2 separate regions of the Hordeum vulgare genome follow, and region 2 is linked to region 1. Evidence: chromatin contacts called from public Hi-C data. All regions are on one chromosome and are shown on one strand. Each heading gives the region's core, a stretch centred on a gene start, on an enhancer-like site or on the middle of the called end of the contact. The rest is flanking DNA. Distances are from core to core; before and after follow the strand shown. Region 1 has its middle 68 kb from the start of LOC123441274. Region 2 holds the start of LOC123442430 (ethylene-responsive transcription factor ERF118-like).

What was found. Hi-C and Micro-C count contacts between places; a contact is called where the count stands out from the background.
Region 2: a contact with region 1 is called in a Hi-C map of seedling, with 2.1 times the contacts expected there. The contact joins the promoter of LOC123442430 here to the enhancer-like site in region 1. A contact is called at or near these places in 3 of 6 Hi-C or Micro-C datasets (leaf and seedling) and 1 of 1 datasets of contacts at active chromatin or transcription factors (embryo).

Annotation. Positions count from the first base shown.
Region 1 is chr3H:6,510,421-6,514,040 of MorexV3_pseudomolecules_assembly, reverse strand. No RefSeq gene overlaps it. Among protein-coding and RNA genes, the nearest start is that of LOC123441274, 68 kb to the left of the region's middle. Within about 2 kb of position 1,335, at least 2 of the 3 cell types and tissues checked have open chromatin away from gene starts, as enhancers often do. A contact at or near this core is called in seedling, where this site is marked.
Region 2 is chr3H:6,709,077-6,712,712 of MorexV3_pseudomolecules_assembly, reverse strand. LOC123442430 (ethylene-responsive transcription factor ERF118-like) reads right to left here and starts at 1,688. Exons shown (of 1, transcript XM_045118479.1): 1 at 133-1,688. The coding sequence starts at 1,535. The coding sequence ends at 498.

The sequences.
Region 1 (3,620 bases), core at 86-2,585:
TCTTTTATCCCTCGTGGAATCGATCATCTGTGGGTTTGTGGAGCACGCTGTCGTGAAATATTTGATTCTTTGTTTGACCCGGGGTTTGTCAGCGTAGTAGGTGACTGCTACGTGGTTTGCTTTGCTTCCACTCCAGACCCCTGTGCAGTGCAGTGCAGTGCTGAGATGTATGCAACGGTGCTTTTGGGAAAAGATCAGCACTAATACTGCATGACAGGTGGTGCAGGGGTGGTTAAATCATCCTTGTGTTCTGCCGGCTGCTTTGTGGCGTCAATGCCAACTCGGTGGCGAATGGATCTTCAGGTTTCCGCCCCTGTTCTTTAATAAAGAGAGCTGTCTCATTGGTTTTTTTATAAAAGGTTTTGACAATGCAACTCTTAATATATTGATTGGATGCAATGGCACATATATAGAGAAAGTACAATGTGGACCTTAACCTTAAATATACAAGGTTAGGAGGTGAGCCGGCCTATACGGATATACACGTGCAAAATACATATTCATGAAAGACGCAAGTAGGCAACCCCTTGATCATCACATCCGCAAACTGTTGCGACGTCGGAACATGAAGAACTCAAATGCGTCTAAGAGCCACCTATTCGCAAACAAAGTGGATGTCGAGTTCAATATGCTTCGTACGACGATGATGGACCGGGTTGACGGAGAGGTAGACAGTAAGACAGCGTTGACGCTGTCGCAGAAGACAAACGTGGCTTTGTGAACATCACAAAGGAGCTCCTGAAGAAGGTGTCGAAGCCAGAAGCCCTCAGCAATGGCATTAGCCAGTGCCCGATAGTGAGCCTCGATGCTCGAATGGGAGACCGTGGCTGTCGCTTGGAAGACCAAGATATACACAGTAACCAGACGATTTTGACTATGTGCAGGAGAATATTGACTATGTGCAGCCAATTTTGTTATAGTTTGACCATTGGTATGGATAGATACTAATGCTCACCCGCAAAAATAAATGAAAAAGATACTACTGCTGTGGTCGTGGTGCTAATCTAGTAACCTTGCACGCCGGTGTGGAAAGTACGTGGAAGAGTTAAAAACTGTTAGATGTAGCTAGATCCAACACACTAGTTGGCTTCGTGTTGGTTCGATGTGGTAGAGGTTTGTTTATGCCGCGCGAAACAGTAGACTCACGGGCGTGGGTACTACTCTACTAACATCAGTACTGTCTACTCCACTTTCACGGCGTACGGTGGTGCGTTGGACCTGTGATGCCCGGCAAGCCGACGAGTGTATTTTGTGATGGGTCAGTGTATGTATCTTGCGCGATGGATGGTGGGTGATGACTTGGCAATGACACTCGTATCACCAGAGGGCCAGAGTAGCTGCCCGGCGCCTCTGGCCCGGCTTGTCTCTTCCCCGTTGCCCTCCTGTCTAACGACGTGAAGCCACGGACAAAGCTTGTCTTGTCGCCGCCTTGGCGCTAGGCAAAAACAGTGTCTTATCATACCATGGCGAGATTGCGATGCAATGATGCATGACCAGGTTGCCTAGTCCAGGCACAGCAAAACGCACAAGTATGAAACTATGTATGTATCCAGCCATCCGTCTCCGGGGTGCCCACGCCGTTGCCGTGGGTCTCCGTGGGTGCCTTTTGCTCTGCGCCGAGAGGCATCGTGGGGAGCGGCGTCGTGTGTATGTGTGTGTGTGGTGTGGATGAGATGCACGGCGATCGTCTCGTGGTCACGTTCGCTTTGCCCCGGCTGCGGCGCGTACGTACATGTATGCTTGTTGTGTGTGCACTCTCCCCCATCCCCATCTATCTATCTATCTATCTATCTATCCAAACCCGGTGCGGGCCGCGCCGCGCAGCACGGCGGCGGTGTGGCTCGTCGATGCGTAGCTCGCACGTTGGTGTTTTCCGAGTCCTTGTGACGCGCCGCCCCGCCGGCCATGCCGCTTTTCTGTTGAGCCTTTTCCACGGAGCTCCGTCTCCATTTCGTGCGCCGGCTTCGATTCGAGCGTTCCAATCTGTCCATAGTGGACGGTCCGTGCATACGTAGACTGATCACCGTTCTCAGTGGACTACCCGCGAGCTGGTTGGCATCTTGCGCAACACGGTTGCACGCCAATTCGTTGGCAGCTCGTGCACACAATGGCCGTGTTCAGGTTCTCCTTAGCTTTGGAGTGGAAAAAGGTCGATTGTGTCTGCATGGCCGTCTTCTTGCAGTAGCCGCGACTGGTGATGAGCGTTCCAATCTGTCCATTGCTCACGTTTATTTTTGTGCTAGTCGTCCTCAACACTCGCCGCTGGCCATGAGCGGATCGTCGATGGACGGTACTCCACATGACACAAAAATAATGGAATATGAACTCTGATCTACTGCCTCCGTGGCTCCGTTCCTAAATATAAGTTTTTTTAAAAAAATTTCATTAAAGGATTACATACGAAGCAAAATGAGTGAATCTATAATCTAAATTATGTCTATATACATCTGTATCTAGTCCTAGAATGAAACTTCTAAAGAAATTTATATTTAAGAACAGAGGGAGTATTCATTATGTGCTCACAATGCATATACAAGAGGCTGAGAGATCAGGCCCTACATGCAGGGACATGGAGCACTTTGGCCTCGCCAAGTGCCACATGATCTCGAACAAAATGAAGATAAACCTCGACATGCTTCGTCCGTTGGTGCTGCACAGGATTGGACCAGAGGTACGTACACTGCACTCACATTATCACAATATACAACTGTGGCACGTGTTGGAGGATGCCGAAGCTCAGTGAGAAATTGCCGCAACCAACAAGACTCGGCAACACAGTTGGCTACAACACAGCAGTCGGCTTCTGCGCTCAAACAAGAGACCGTATGCTGTCGCTCGGAAGACTAAGAGATCATATTAGAGCCCAAAAACACACAGAAACCAGAGGTGGATTTGCGAGTGTCAGGGCACAGGTCCAGTCCGCGTCATTGTAAGAGATGAGGGCATGCTGGGATTTGCACTCTTGTGCAAATCTGCTGAATAGCATAGGTGAGATCAAGACGAGTATGTGTAAAGTATTGCAGGGTGTCGGAAATGTTGCGATGGGTGGAAGGGTCGGAAAAAGGTTTACCATCACGTATGGAAAGTTTGGAGCGGCTGTCAATGGGCGTGGAGACGGGATGGCAGTTCAGCATGTTCCCCGGTCACTCATAGAAAAATCTACTCCTGAGACAAGAAAATACCAACCTTGTTGCGGTATACATTAATCCCAAGGAAATGATTTATGTCCCCAAGGTCACTCATAGAAAAATCTGGGGTGAGGGAGGTAACCTTTTTTTTTTATAGAAAAAGAGGTTCAACCCCCGGACTCTGCAACAATCGATGCACGCGGGAGGTAACTAGAGAGTCGAGAAGCAATGTGGTGTTGGCAGTCTAGATGATATCACCAACGTACAGGAGTAAGCACGTTGTGGCTCCATCCCGATGAAGGATGAAGAGAGAGGTGTCACACTTATAAGAAACAAAACCGAGGTTAAAGGTAGCGAGTGAACCGAAGAAACCACATTCGCGGAGCCTGTTTAAGTCCATACAAAGACTTGTTAAGGCGGCATACATGTGTGGGGTGGGTAGAGTCGACGAAGTCAGAGGATTGTTGGTAGTAGACTATCTCGATGAGGTCA
Region 2 (3,636 bases), core at 439-2,938, 200 kb before region 1:
TCAATCACGAATGAATCCCACGAACTACATTCCAGAAGCCGAAAACATCCATAAGCAGTTCAGCAACAAGTACGATACATACAAATGAGCTGGTAAGACTAAAACCCATCTCAAAGATGGCAGAGGGTGATATATAATGCGAACTTATTTTTCTTTTTCATAATACCACTAGAAGCAACAGCCACAAGACTTGTCTTGAGCTAGCTACAATGTCTGGACCAACATTGACAGATAACATAAACAAGAGCAACTTAACATAACCAGCAGCTACTATAACTTATCACAATGTAACCTACTATCAAAAATACTCTCACCATAACGCTAATGTGCTCGGGAAAACAGACACCGTCTTGGGCACGAGCTGGTTGAGCTGCCCGGGGAAAAACCCAAGAGGATCCTCCTCCTCCCTCCCAATGCACACCGATTACACTCACACGAGGCCGGTCCATCACACCAGCATTACTTAAGAGATAGTAAAACCTTAAACCTCTCCCAATTCAGACGCAGAAATCGACGGTTTGCAGGAAATCATCCATGCCTCGGCCAAAGTCGCAGCCGGGCATCTCCAGGAAGTCATCGCCGATGTCAAGGTCCATGTCCAGCTCCAGCTCCTCGTCGGCCAAGTCGCCGAGCAGCAGGTCCTGTTCGCCGTCCAAATAAGCCGACGCCTCCGAGACGTCCAAGGCATCAAGCCCCGCGCGGAAGTCCATCGGGTCAATGTCCGGCAGCTGAAGCCCACGCAGGAGGTCCTGGTAGAACTCTGGGTCGTCGGGAAGCTGCGCTGTCTCGGGTGTGGTGGACACCATGACGGGAACTGGTGTCGGCTCAGGCGAAATGGACTCAGCTGCCAGCTTGGTGGCTTCCAGAACAGAAGACGGTGACGGGTGCGCGAATGGAGCAGCCGAGGTGGAGGACGACGAAGATGCCGTCGGTGTGGAAGACGACGCCGGTGAGGACGTGGCCGACTGAGCAGGTGAGGCCGCGGCACCGGACTGGCCACGGCGGCGACGCTTCTCCTCGATAAAGCTTCGGGAGGCGGCCTGGTAGGCAGCAGAGGCCAGGTCGGCAGTGTCGAAGGTGCCAAGCCACTCCCTCTTGCCGGAGAAGGGGTTGCGGATCTCGGCCGCCCATTTGCCCCACTTGCGGAGGCGCACCCCACGGTGCGCCTCGGCGCTGGCGCTGCTGGTGGTGCAGACAGCCGCAGCAGCCGCGGCCGCCGGAGTGACCGGCTTGGCAAACACCTTTGCCGCCGGGGCCTTGCCGAGGAACAGCTCGAAGCAGCGCTTGGAGGAGGCAGGGGCGGCGGCAGCCTCCTCGTCGTCGGTGTCCGAGTCGGTGGCGTCGGGGTCCTCGTACAGGACACGCACGCGTCGCCTGGGCGGCTGCGCGGCCGGCAGCGACGGCAGCATCTGCGGCTGCGCCGGCTTGGAGAAAGCGGTGGAGGGTTTAACGCCAAACCCGGCGAGCATCTTGGTCTTGGGCCTCTTGGCCAGCGCCTGCCTGAGGCGAATCTGGTGCTGGCTCAACGGGGCCATGGATCCTCCTCCTCCACTTCTTCTTCTTCTTCTAACACTGACTGACTGACTGACTGGCTAACAAAACTGAAGGGGAAAAAACTCTAGAAAAGGGGACAGCTTTTCTTCTCTCTCGGGTGTCAAAAATTGGGCGGACGGAATCACCGGGAATCCGTCAGTCTCCTCGCAAGAAACCACACGGCCTTATGTGGAGGAATCCGGAATACTTCACCCCGAACCCGTCCCTGCACCATCAACGAGCAAGAATCCATCAAAACCCCGTGAAAAACCCGCCAAGAACCTCCCAGATCTGGGCTCACGGCACCCGCCGGACGGCAAAAAAGACGAGAAATTGACGGCGGGGGGAGGGAGAGGCGTACGGACCTGAGCATCGACGAGGACTTGTTCCAGCCGTGGAGCCCCTGGTGCATAGATCGGGGGGCGCAGGCGAGTGCGTCGAGGAGGACGACGGCGACGGCGGCGAGGAGAAAGGCTGCGACGACCACCAGATCGGCGAAGGGGCAAGAAGACATATACGAGTGGCGTCGGCGTCGGCGTCGGCGTCGGCGTCGGCCTTCTTCTTCTTCCCCGACGGCGGTCGTCGCCTCCGGCCGGCCTCCCTCCCTCGAGCTCGCTAAAACCCCGACCCAAAGCGGCGAGAGGAGCAAAAGGGGTTGGGATGGTCTCCTCCCGCGATATTTAATCCCCTCCCGCTGCCCACCCAGATCGCCGCCCCACGCGTCCCACCCATCCACCCGCCCGCTGACAGCCGGGGCCCGATCCTTCACTGGACCCACATGTCATCGCGATTTCCCCGTCCCGCATAGAAATGGAAAGTGACACGGTCGATATTCTGGCGCTGTACGTACTGGCCATCGTCTCTACGCAAGACAGACAAGTGGGTCCGCCCTGGATCACGGTCCCACGGTCAGTGTGAGAAACGTGCCCTGCCACGGGTAACCGGGTGCTGTACAGAACGGGTCTGGAACCACGCTGGCCATTTGTCCGGCACACGCGCCCATCTACCACCCCGGGCCCGCCGGTCAGCGGCATGGCTAAATTTAGGTAAGAAATGCGAGCGGTGGGGGTGGGTTTATGGGAGGGCTTTACGGGGGGACGCGAACGGGGGCGGCTGGGGTGAATTATAAATGCTTCACCTACACGCCTACCCGTCCCCATCGCCTCGCCTCCATGACAAACGGGCCCCCCGTACTACCGGGCCCCACCGGCCAGATCTAGCTGCGCGGGTAGAGGATGGATGACCATGCGCAGCGTGCGGCTGGGATCTCCTCGGGTCACTGCTGGCCGCGCATCGCCAACAGTGATTAGTTTTTTTTTTCTACGTCCGAGATCTGGCCCGAAACGGCCGTGGGAAAATAATTTCGCCGGATTAAATGAGCACGTACGTGAATGTGCTGCTGCTGGCATGGTTAGTGACGCGTGGGGCCCGCCCGTCAACCTCGGAGCGGTGAGCTGTAAAGGAAATTGCCGAGGGAAATGGTCAGCTGGCTTGGCGGCCAAGCCGCCACCCGGCGATGTGGAAAGGAGCGATTTTTTTGGTTGGGGTGAAATCTTTTTCTTTCCGTTTGTCTCGGTAAAAAGTGGAGATTTTGTTGCTCTCCTTCTCGGATGCGCGTATGACACGTAAGTAATGCGCAAAAATAAATAATATTTTGTTCCAGGGGGCGATACGATTCTCTCCCACGTTTGACAATTTCTGGTCACGTTTTTTTTAGGAATAAAAATGGCGGGGGATGATCCCACATGATTCGATGATGTCTCCTGGTCCTCATTGTCGAATAAGTATCCTGTTATCAATGTCGTGGAATATAGGCGAATATTGAGTCCCTAAAGTCCCATTAAATATCTGTGATAAGGACCAAATATATTTTCTTCAATGAATGGGAAAAAAATGTGCTGTGCACGTAGTAGAACCCAAATATGGAAGTAAATTGATGGCATTAACATCTCCGTACGGACGCAATTTGCAATATCAGGGAAGAAATACTACTCCTACGTGTTTCCTTTACTGAAGATTTCTTGTAACGCCAGTGGTAAATGTACGCCTTTCACAAAGATGGCAGCAAATTAATCCCCATTAAAAAAAGTTGGCCATCTTTAC